Regions from separate parts of the Sus scrofa genome. Here region 1 is linked to region 2. The links are chromatin contacts, called in public HiChIP or PLAC-seq maps. All regions are on one chromosome and are shown on one strand. Each heading gives the region's core, a stretch centred on a gene start, on an enhancer-like site or on the middle of the called end of the contact. The rest is flanking DNA. Distances are from core to core; before and after follow the strand shown. Region 1 overlaps ABL2 (Abelson tyrosine-protein kinase 2). Region 2 holds the start of TOR3A (torsin-3A).

Evidence for each region. HiChIP or PLAC-seq counts read pairs in DNA pulled down with a chosen protein or histone mark.
Region 1: an H3K27ac HiChIP or PLAC-seq map of alveolar macrophages shows a contact between it and region 2. The contact joins the enhancer-like site here to the promoter of TOR3A in region 2. A contact is called at or near these places in 1 of 5 promoter capture datasets (liver), 7 of 47 Hi-C or Micro-C datasets (embryonic fibroblasts, heart right ventricle, liver and 1 more) and 2 of 2 datasets of contacts at active chromatin or transcription factors (alveolar macrophages and skeletal muscle).

Annotation. Positions count from the first base shown.
Region 1 is chr9:120,907,249-120,912,932 of Sscrofa11.1, forward strand. ABL2 (Abelson tyrosine-protein kinase 2) reads right to left here. Exons shown (of 13, transcript XM_003482731.4): 4 at 5,092-5,387; 5 at 1,680-1,952; 6 at 323-407. Among named protein-coding and RNA genes, the nearest start is that of TOR3A, 50 kb to the left of the region's middle. Within about 2 kb of position 1,498, at least 4 of the 83 cell types and tissues checked have an H3K27ac peak or open chromatin away from gene starts, as enhancers often do. A contact at or near this core is called in alveolar macrophages, where this site is marked.
Region 2 is chr9:120,857,400-120,863,236 of Sscrofa11.1, forward strand. It overlaps TOR3A (torsin-3A), which reads left to right and starts at 2,435. Exons shown (of 6, transcript XM_003130340.5): 1 at 2,435-3,042; 2 at 3,982-4,095; 3 at 5,111-5,376. The coding sequence starts at 2,550.

The DNA.
Region 1 (5,684 bases), core at 248-2,747, 49 kb after region 2:
GCAGTCCTTTGCTTAGTATCTCTTTATTTTGTAAAACTATTTTGTGACCGTTTTTGGTTTAGTATCACTTGGAATGATTTTGAACTTTGGATCCAGGGCAATTACCACAGGCTGTGCAGTTTCATATATACTGCAATCAATCCAGGTTACTGCTTCTTGGGTAATTTTTAAATACAGAGACTGCTGATTAAAGTCATTTAAAGAAGTAGATTTGTACTGGGAGCTTCCACCCACAGTGATTCAAAAGAAGGATTTGGAGTTAATAGGGGGTTGGGGGACAAGCATCTTTGAGGAAAGTTATGGTTCAGGAAAGCTCCCTTACCTAATAGTTGTACCAGATTAGGATGCTTGATTTCTTTCATCACTGCAGCTTCTTTTAGGAATTCCTCCACCTCCATAGTATCCTCCTAGAAAGGTGGAAAGATAAGAAAGAAAAAGAGGGCAGGGACAAGCCCCCATCTTAATCATTTGAGTCAACTCACAATCCTAAAATTTCAGAAAAGGGAATATCTTTTGACTATTTCAGCATTTACTTCAGGAAGTTTTATCACAACATAATATCCTCCAAGAAAAATGTCTACTTAAATTTATTCATTATTTTAAACTATACAAAATTTTGTGGGGTGGAGTAAAATTCATCAATCATGTCCTATCACAACTGAAAGGTACAGAACAGTCAGCTGTCTTCCTAACAAATTCCTTAAGGAGCAAGGCATGTTTGCAAGACTATGAATATTGTTTCACACACTCAGAAAAAGCACTCAATAAATACTTGCTAAAAAAACAAAAACAGACTACTATTGATAGGTGAAGAGCAGTCCTTACAAGTGACATGACAAAGCTATTGAGGCATATGAAAGAATCTTGAGAGAATGGAGTGAGTGACAAAATGTATAATTTGATACCAGGATGCTTAAAGGAGAGAAAGGGTAGCATCAGGAAAAAGATATCTGTGAACATTAAGAACAAGAAGTGGTCGGAGTTCCCGTGGTGGCTCAGCGGTTAATGAACCTGACTAGGTACCTATAAGGACGCGGCTCGTGATCCCTGGCCTCGCTCAATGGGTTAAGGATCCAGCATTGCCATGAGCTGTGGTGTAGGTTGCAGACGAAGCTCGGATCCCGCGTTGCTGTGGCGTAGGCCGGTGGCTTCAGCTCTGACTGGACCCCTAGCCTGGGAACTTCCATATGCCGCAGGTGCAGCCCTGAAGAGACAAAAAAATAAGAACAACAACAAAAAAACAACAACCAAGAAGTGGTCTAATCTCAGGGATAAGGGAGGAAATAGCAGCAGAGAGAAAAAGGACAGAATAAGAAAGAGAGAACCCATCATTCTCTCACAGTGCATGAAGAATTGTGTCCAGCAGGGGTTGTTCTGAGGAAGTAAAACAGTTTGTTCTGTTTTTACAACTTACAACATGCATCTAACCTCCCACTAAGATCTACATCAACAGCCTCCAGAGACAAACCTTCTCCATCTGTGGGTTTCACTGCATTGCAGTGAATAAGTTGCCCCCGCATTGTCAGCAACAGCACCCGTGGTTAATCATCACAGTTTGCTGATGTGCTTGGCACCCGTGGGTGGAAAGCCCCGAAGTTAAAGAAAGGCATGCTGCTATTTCCAAGTGATTCAGCACACAAGAAAAAGATGCCTGAGAACTGTAATTCTCAGCAACCCACCTTCAGCGTTTTCACAGCAACAGTAAGGCTGTATTTCTTCCAGACGCCAACGTAAACCTCTCCATACTGACCACCCCCAAGTTTGTGCTTCATGGTAATATCTGTTCGTTCCATTTCCCATTTGTCATGGATGGGGGACACACCATACACGGTAGGCTTATTACACTTGGGTGCTGGGTAGTGTAGTGTTGTCACGAGCCCATCAGCCACTGTTGAGTGATGGTGAACAAGCTCGGCCAAGGTGCTAAAGCGGCTCTCAGCAGTTACATACACCTGATGAGGAGAATAGAGAAAAGCTACACCAACCAAAAAGGAGTCATTATTTCACGGATCTCAAGATAAGATGATAAGGCATTATCTTCTTGAGGTAAATTTAGGAATTAAACCATGATGGCAAAGGGGAAACAGAACTCCAGTTTAATCTCATTTAAACCACTCTTCCTATGATTCCTAAAGTAGTTCTAGTCTTGAGGGTGGGCAGGGGGAGTGAAGCCTCCAAAACCTCTCTCTTGATCATCAAGATCACTGGTCTTCAAATATTTTTAAGCAAAAAAAGGACTAAAAAACCTGAATATATAAGATAAAAGAAGAGACGCATTGATTAAAATAGCTAAGAGGGGACTGGCTTCCTATAAAAGTTTATGAAATACCACCTCAGAATCTGGCTTAGAACATAATTTGAAAACCATCGATTTCCTTTTTTTTTTTTTTTTTTTTGATAGTGCAAGGGCATTCAAACATTTTCTCATTTTTATTTCATTAAGATACGCTTTTGCGTGTCTAGGTCATTTAAAAAGAAAAGGCCACAATTTTATCTCAGAGAGTTGCTAACAAAACAGTTAATTTATGATAGGCAGTAAGAAGTATAAAATTAAATAGCAAGCACCCGTTGGGCCTTATCTCCTAAGTGAGTTTATTTTTTCACAAAAGGAACTTCTAGTATATACAGAAGAGTGTACAATAAACAGAGAATTGATGATTTTTTATTAAGTGAACTTACCCAAGTAAAAACAGCTCCCACACAGAGGATTATAGTACTACCAGCACCCCAGAAGGCTCTCTTGTGCCCTCCCCCCTGCTATTTACCCCATGTGCTGACTTCTAACACCTTAGATTAGCTCTGTCTGCTTGTGAACCCCACCTATACAAATGATATGGTTTGTAGAGGTATGCTACACAATCAGAAAAAACTATGACCCACCAACTGCCTGCTTTTGTTAATAAAACTTTATTGGGATACAGACACACTCATTTGTTAATGCATTGTCTGTGGCTGCTTTCTCATTATTGCAGTTCATCTGAGTAATGACAGAGAAGGTATGGCTATGAGCCTCAAGTATTTACTGTCTGGCCCTCTAGAAAAACTTGCTGACCCCTGCCAAAGGTGAATCTATGGAAGGGGTTAGTGATTGTCAGGGGATGAGGGGAGGGTGAATTACTGCTAATGGGTATAGGTTTCTTTGTGGGCTCATTAAAATGTTCTGCAGTTAGACAGTGGTAGTAGTTGGACAACCAGTGAATATGTTAAAAACCACTGAATTGTCCACTTGAAATTGTGAATTTTGTGGTATGATATATGAACTTTATCACAATTTTAAACAGTTGAGTGAGGAGTTCCTGTCATGGCACAACATAAATGAATCCAACTAGGAACCATGAGGTTTCGCGTTCTATCCCTGGCCTCACTCAGTGGGTTAAGGATCCGGCATTGCTGTGAGCTATGGGGTATGTCACAGACGCACCTCTAATCTGTTTTGCTGTGGCGAAGGCCAACAGCTATAGCTCTGATTGGACCCCTAGTCTGGGAACCTTCATAAGCCGCAGATGCAGCCCTAAAAAGAAAAATAAATTAATACATAATAAAAAGTTGAGTTAAAGAAAGCTGACACAAAACAATACCTATGGTGTGACTCCATTTGTTGCTGTCTCTGACGCCATTTTGTGAATATACCACAATTTATTAGTTCATTCTACTGCTGTTGACAGCTGGGTACTTCTAGTTTCTGGCCACTACAAACAGTACTGATATGAATATTGTACTTTTTTTGGCCACAACTGCAGCATGTGGAAGTTCCCAGGCCGCGTATCAAACCCACACCATAGCAGTGACCCGAACCATAGCAGTAACAATGCTGGATCCTTAACCACTAGGCCACCAGGGAACTCCTGATATAACATTCTCATACTTGTCTTCTGTACACATAAGCACTTGTTTCTATTGGGTGTACAACCAGAAGTCGATCTGCTGAGTCTCTTACACATCATCACTTATCTGATTCTATTTGGTTTCATCACAAGACAACATGTCTGTAAGGTGATGCAAAAGAAAAAGAAAATTAATAATTTACCATTTCCTACTTTTCATCAGCCATTATGTTTTACGGAAATTATCTCACTTGATCCTCACAAGAATCCAATAAAATGGGATGGGAAGCCAAGGCCTAAGTAAGGTCACAATGTTAATAAATGATGGAGTTACCCAGCACACCGAATTTAATTGCTCTAGAGCCTGTGCTTTTCCCCTACTACACACATCACCAAGAGGGAAAGAATGGAAGAATGGATTCAATCTACATTTACTGTTCAAAAGAACTGACATGAGCCTGTGCTTTACCAATTACAAAGTAAAACAGTTCTATTCTTATACAGCCATTCTTATAATGGCTAGTCTTTCCAACATGTAAACTGCTAGGTGACTAAATGATCTATATATTTGAACATACATTTAATGAACAACATCAGTCTCAGAAGCCTGATTTCTTACCCTGTAAACTTTCTGGTAGAGATTATTATAATTCTCAAAGGCACAAGGTTTAACTTATAAAATCTACACAATGTATCGGATGTCTATGTGCACATTTGTGTACTGGTGATGATGAGAACAGCTAACTCATACCCCTCTTTCTCTTTCCTTCATTCTTTATGTTCAAACACAGCTCACCACTGAACTATTAACAGTACTGTTTTTCATTTCCATTACCATATCCTTTTGAAAACAGTTAAGCTCTCTAACATGCCAAATTCACATCAGTGATTATTTTATTTCATGTCAGACATAAAAACTATTTTCTTGGAGTTCCCGTCGTGGCTCAGTGGTTAACAAATCCAACTAGGAACCATGGGGTTGGGGATTCAATCCCTGGCCTTGCTCAGTGGGTTAAGGATCCAGCGTTGCCGTGAGCTGTGGTGTGGTTTGCAGATGCGGTTTGGATCCCGCGTTGCTGTGGCTCTGGTGTAGGCCGGTGGCTACAGCTCTGATTCAACCCCTAGCCTGGGAACCTCCATATGCCGCAGAAGTGGCCCAAGAAATGGCAAAAAGACCAAAAAAAAATTTTTTTTTCTTTAGTCATTCTGAATATTGTTTCTAAAGAATGGCCAGTCCATACTAGAGGTGGCTGCCAGCCAGTCTTACCTTGCCATCTGTGGTGGTATTGATCCTGTAGTGATATACACGCCCCTCGTACCTGAGCGAGATTGATAGCTGCCCGGGGCTGCTCTCACTTTCTCGCACCAGGAAGCTGCCATTGATCAGACTGCTGAGTAGGTACTCTGCTGCGCTGCGGGACACAGGCCCATGGTACCAGGAATGTTTTTCCAGGCTGTTCACTGGGGTGATGTAATTGCTTGGCACCCAGCCTTGGCCATTCTTAGAGCGAACTTCACTCCACTCACCATTCTGGTTGTAACCAAGGACTCGTAGCTTTTCTCCTGGCCAAGAGGTCATCACAGAGTGAAAGAGATGTTAAGATTTTATTTCAACAGAAGCAATCTACCATCAAACTTTAAACTCACTAAAAAATGAATCAAGGAGTTCCTGTTGTGGCTCAGCAGTAACAATCCTGACTAGTACCCAAGAGGACCCAGGTTTAATCCCTGGCTTGGTAGGTTAAGGATCCAGCATTGCCGTGAGCTGTGGTATAGGTCACAGATTCGGTTCAGATACAGCGTTGCTGTGGCTGTGGTATAGGCCAGCAGCTAGAGCTGATTCGACCCCTAGCCTGGGAA
Region 2 (5,837 bases), core at 1,185-3,684:
CCTTAACCCACTGCACCACATGGAAACTTCCCAAAATGCATATTTGATTAAGTTTGGGGCCTAAGTTTCTGTTTTTCTAACAAGCTCCAGGGCAATGCCAAAGCCTCCCGTCCTTGGAGCATTCCTGAGCAGTGCTGAGTTTGCTTGCTAAGGAATCCTAGCTGCCTGTAGTTTTCATAAGAGCCTCTAGGTGTCCCCATCATCCATGAGATCTTGCTCCTAGCGTTACAACCAGGAGCCTCCAAGTGCTGAGAACTGAAATATTAGCAATTTCTTGAAAATAGAGGCTTATCTAAAAACTGGTATTTGTGTTCACTGTTTCTTTGTGGCCCGACTCTGGTGAAAAAAATGTTTATTAGGAAAAATATGTCTTGAGATCAAATCATTTGTCCAAGAACTTCCAAGCTACCTGCTTTATGTACTATGAAATGTTAAATCCAAATCAAAACATCTCAAATATTAGCAGTTAGCCCTACATAAAAGTTACAAGTATATAATTATTTCCACAGTCTTAAAACTTGGATTTTCCTAAAGAAACTAGTGTAAAGACTAGTTGTTTTATCACCATAAGTTAATTCACCGGTACAGTCCACTAGTGTAAATAAAGTCTTCCAAAGCCTCCTGTATAAACCATCCAGAGTCTCCTCCAGGGTGGGGCATATACACTAATAAAGGTTAACCCTTACAGCACCCCTATGAAGTGACTTTTATCTCCATTTTATAGGTGGAGAAACGGAGGCAAATGACAGTTACTTAACACCCAAGGCGACACATAAAAAGTAGTAGGGGCCATTCGGTTACTCACTATACTAGACTGCCATTCATGCTCAAACAACATTTACTGAATGAGTTAATAGTTTCAATTTCCAAATAAGCGTAATTGTGTGTTCCTTGTTAACTGTCCTTTGAAGGGTTTCATGAGTGTCATTGCATATAACACAGCACTGGTGTGGTGGCCTCTGCTCTATGGAAGGTTTGGGTTCAATTCGGCCATTATTCGGAACGGCTAAGACACGATATAAGGTTACTTTTCTTTTTTTTTTTTTTGTCTTTTGTTGTTGTTGTTGTTGCTATTTCTTGGGCCGCTCCCGTGGCATATGGAGGTTCCCAGGCTAGGGGTTGAATCAGAGCTGTAGCCACCGGCCTACGCCAGAGCCACAGCAATGCAGGATCCGAGCCGCGTCTGCAACCTACACCACAGCTCACGGCAACGCCGGATCGTTAACCCACTGAGCAAGGGCAGGAATCGAACCCGCAACCTCATGGTTCCTAGTCGGATTCGTTAACCACTGCACCACGACGGGAACTCCTAATGTTACTTTTCAATTTAACTGTCGGTATTCTCACACAGGTGCTTATCTGCTCTCTATAGCTGTTTGAATGCAAGGCAGGAGCACATTTGGTGAGCTCTTGAGGATGGAGCAGACCTGGCCGGCACTGAGTGTAATCTAAGAGACTGGAGGAGTTCCCATCGTGGCTCAGTGGTTAACGAACCAGACTAGGAATCATGAGGTTGCGGGTTCCTGGCCTCACTCAGTGGGTGAAGGATCTGGCGTTGCGTGAGCTGTGGTGTAGGTCGCAGATGCGGCTCAGATCCTGCGTTGCTGTGGCTCTGGCATAGGCCAGTGGCTACAGCTCCGATTAGACCCCTAGCCTGGGAATCTCCATGTACCACAGGTGCGGCCCTAGAAAAGACAAAAAAAAAAAAAAAAAAAAAAAATACTGGAATGAACATACAAATCAATTTGGCTGTGACATTTGTGAGATGTGATGTGGTGCTAGGAGAGCCCAGCCTCAAGGCCACTGAACCTATGAAATTAGTCAAGTCTCAGGATTTCTAGACAGAAGTTTCTTCCTAGGACAAGGTGGTGCTTAGGCCAGTGGCTTCAGGTGATCTTGAAAAATGCATTAAGCTCTTCAGAAATCTCGCAATCTCCTTACATGTTATGGAGAAGGGAGTCCCTGGAAAAAGGCCCTCAGGTCTTGCCAGTGGTATCTGAGAAGGTGCTCACCCTCATAAGCACTTCAACGCTGCAAACTTAGCCAAGGAAGTGCACCCAGTACTCAGCTAACTTGTTTTTAAAGGGCTATGGTTACACTGACATGAAACCTTGGGAGTTTCCCATGATTCTGGGCGTTTCTAAAACCCAAATACCTCCAGACTGCAGCCCACCAGCTTCCTCTTGCTTTTGGTAGACTCCCAGCTGTAGCAGAAACCCGCTGATCATTTGCTTCTCTCATTTCCCTTTGTAGAGGAGCCAGGCCCAGGGCCGACTTCCCCAGCAACTCAAGCTCCAGGGTGAGATGGTTGCCTAGTTTCTACTAACAGGTTGACCGGAAGATGATCTGCGGCCAAGGAAACAAGGCAAAATGGGTGCCCTAATTTGGTGGGCTTCAGATGGGCCACCAGAGACCCCGAAACCAACGGGTGATTGACAGTGGCCATCTCAAGGCCTGACTTCGACTTCTTCGCAACCACAGTCGTCCAGATAGACTGCTGCCTGGCAGCGAGACCCCGCTGGGTGGCGGAACCCACAGTCGGCCTCTGGATGCCCTCCCGGGCTCCAGTCGGTTTCGGTTCCCGGCGGACGCCAGGTTCGCCCTGGGTCACGTGGGGGCGAGTTCAGCTGCCTGCGGTTCCCAGGGCAACGCCAATCCCCAGCCAATCAGGGCCTCGGAAGTGCCGGCGCCCGCCCGCCAGCCCGGGGCTCCAAAGGGCCGAGAGGGCCGGGCGGCGGAGGGGAGCGGTAGCAGGGCTGGCCATGCTTTGCGGCCGGCGGCATCCGTTCTGCCTCTGGCTCTGGCTCCTGCTGCTTCTACTGCTGCCGCCGCCCCCGGGCGCGCGGGGACACGGCGACCACGCGAGGTCGAGGGACGAGGCGGCAGAGGCGGACTCGGGTCGGGCCTGGAAGGCCTTCCAGCGCTTGCGGGAGCATCTGAGGGCGGCCGGCGCCCTCTCCAGACGCTACTGGGCCCTCTTCAGCTGCCGCCTGTGGCCCGAGGCCTGTGGGAAGGATGAGGAAGCGCCCGCGCGGCCCCTGGGTAAGACTCGCTGGCTCAGGAAGGCGGGGGCGCGCGGGCAGAAGCGCGGGGCACAGTGCTTCGGGGTGCAGTTCGGAGCCTCGCGCCGGCCCTAGGACGCAGGCCGGCGCCTTAGCCTGCGGCGCTGCTGTTCCGGCCAGACTGAGGGCCCGGCAGCATCATTCCAAATTGCTGCTCTTGCCCACCTTCTCCATGGCTTTAAGGAAAGTTCCTGGTTGGAGACACCCTTCAAGTACCTCCCCCTCCTCCTCCTCTGCTGCTTATGGAGCCGGGGCCTGGGTTATGAGTCCGCCGCACCGAGTTCTGATTTCTGTCTCTGACAAATGGTGTGGCAGTGTTGTCACATCACTGTCGTGGACTCGGTGATCTCTGAGGCGCCTTTGCAATCGATGTCGTTAATTCTAGGTCCTGGAATAGGAATGCTGTAATGGTCCCCCTGCTAGAAATATCTTTCATTTAAATTCAAAGCCTTCTAAATTCCAAGTGAATGGTTTTTGTATAGTCTTTTGTTTTAGTCTTTGTGTTTGGTTTTTGTTACTGATGGGTATATTCAAACTGACATTTGATAAAAGTATTGAGACACTTGGGGTTGGCCATAATCAGATGATTCTGGAATCCAAAGCAAGTAGGAAGAAGGATAATCACCAGTTACTGTCTGTCTCCCTGCCGGACCAGCAGGGCCTGGGTTTCTTACATTCTGGACAAAGTGCTTAAGGCTGATTTGTTGGGTAAATTGAGCTTTTGCTGCAGCTAGAGCTGCATCTGTAGTGTAGCAAGGCCATCCACCCACTTCCTCAGAGCTGGAGGCGCCCAGTCTTGCACCCTCCCTGCTGAGGCACTGCTCAGGAGAACAGAAGAGCCTGGTTGGTGGTAGGGAGGCAGTGTTCCCTCTCCTCAACTCTGGGCACCGCCCCTGTCTCACAGCTCCTCCTTTTCCAGGCTGGAGTCTTCCCCTGCTGGGCCAGCAGTACCTGGATATCCTGACCACGTGGTACTGCAGCTTCCAGGACTGCTGTGACAGTGGGGACTGTAGGATCATCAACAACTTCACAGGTAGGACCTTACAGCCCTAAGGGCCAGGAATCTTCAGGGAGGGGAAGCAATTCAGGGAAATGTCAGGGTGAAGGGCGCCCACCTCTTTCTGCCCACAGCTGGCAGCCTCCCTGTCTCCACCATGGCTCCCAGAGGCCATGATCCAAACCCTGCAACCTCACAGCTGAGAGGAAGGAAGGCCTAGCAGAGGGCTTTGTACACACTAGCTGCCTTCAGCAGGTGTTTGCTGGATTGAATTGAAATGGTAAAATGAGGGAGTTACCGTTGTGGCGCAGCGGAAACGAATCCTACTGTGAACCATGAGGTTGCGGATTCGATCCCTTGTCTTGCTCAGTGAGTTAAGGATCAAGCATCGCATGAGCTGTGGTGTAGGTCTCAGATGCAACTCAGATCTGGTGTGGCTGTGACTGTGGCGTAGGTTGGCAGCTACACCTCCAATTAGACCCCTAGCCTGAGAACCTCCATATGCCGCAGGTGTGGCCCTCAGAAAAACAAAAGACCAAAAGAAAAAGAAAATTATAAAATGAGGAGTTCCCGTCGTGGCTCAGCAGTTAACGAATCTGATTAGGAACCATGAGGTTGCGGGTTCAATCCCTGGCCTTGCTCAGTGGGTTAAGGATCTGGCATTGCCCTGAGCTATGGTGTAGGTCGCAGACGTGGCTCAATCCCACGTTGCTGTGGTGCTGGCATAGGCCAGTGGCTACAGCTCGGATCGGACCCCTAGCCTGGGAACCTCCATATGCCGCAGGTGCGGCCCTAAAAAGACAAAAAGGGGCGGAGCAGTGATTCCATTCTCTCCCTTATGTCAGTCTTGATTTCTCAAACTCTTTAGCAAATAGCCCTGAATCTCTTCCATTGCAAGGTCTGCCTGGTGGCTTCTTGTATGGAGGCCACCAAACAGGATGGCTTTCACCTCAGAGATAGATGTTCACTGCTCCGTCTCTTGGCCATCGCGGAGCCTGGAGGGGACAGTGCCTGTGGGCCCTTCTCACAATGGCCTCGTTCCCACCCCTAGGCCTAGAGGCCGACCTGCGCGTGCGACTGCACGGTCAGCACCTGGCCCGGGAGCTGGTCTTGGCGGCAGTAAGGGGCTACCTAGAGCTGCCCCAGCCAGACAAGGCCCTGGCTCTGTCGTTCCATGGCTCGTCTGGCACAGGCAAGAACTTCATGGCTCGGCTGCTGGCGGAGAACCTGTTCCGGGATGGGCTGAGGAGCAACTGCGTCCAGGTGTTCATAGCCACGCTGCACTTCCCTCACCCCAAGTATGTGGACCAGTACAAGGTGAGGCCGGCTGCCTGGGCTGGGCCTCACACAGGCTTGTGCAGCCCCGGGCCCAGGCCTCTGGGCAGGAAGGCGGCCCAGGCCAGCCGTGGGTGTGGGGAGGAGGAGGGACCTGTAACCCGCAGAGGCATCCGCGACACCCAGATGAGGCCATGGACGTGTGGAGGAAAGCACAGGTCCCAAACTGCCGGGCTGTGTCCTTGCCGGCTGCACAGGGGGGGCCAGACACAAGCTGGACCAGAGGATCCGTGTGTTCATTTTTCTTTTTTTTTTAATCTATATATAATGATTCTTATTTTTTTCCATTATAGCTGGTTTACAGTGTTCTGTCAATTCTCTGCCGTACAGCAGGTGACCCAGTCACACATACATGTATAGATTCTTTTTTCTCCCATTATCCGGCTCCGTCATAGGGGACTAGACATAGTTCCCAGGATCTCATTGCTAATCTGTTCCAAAGG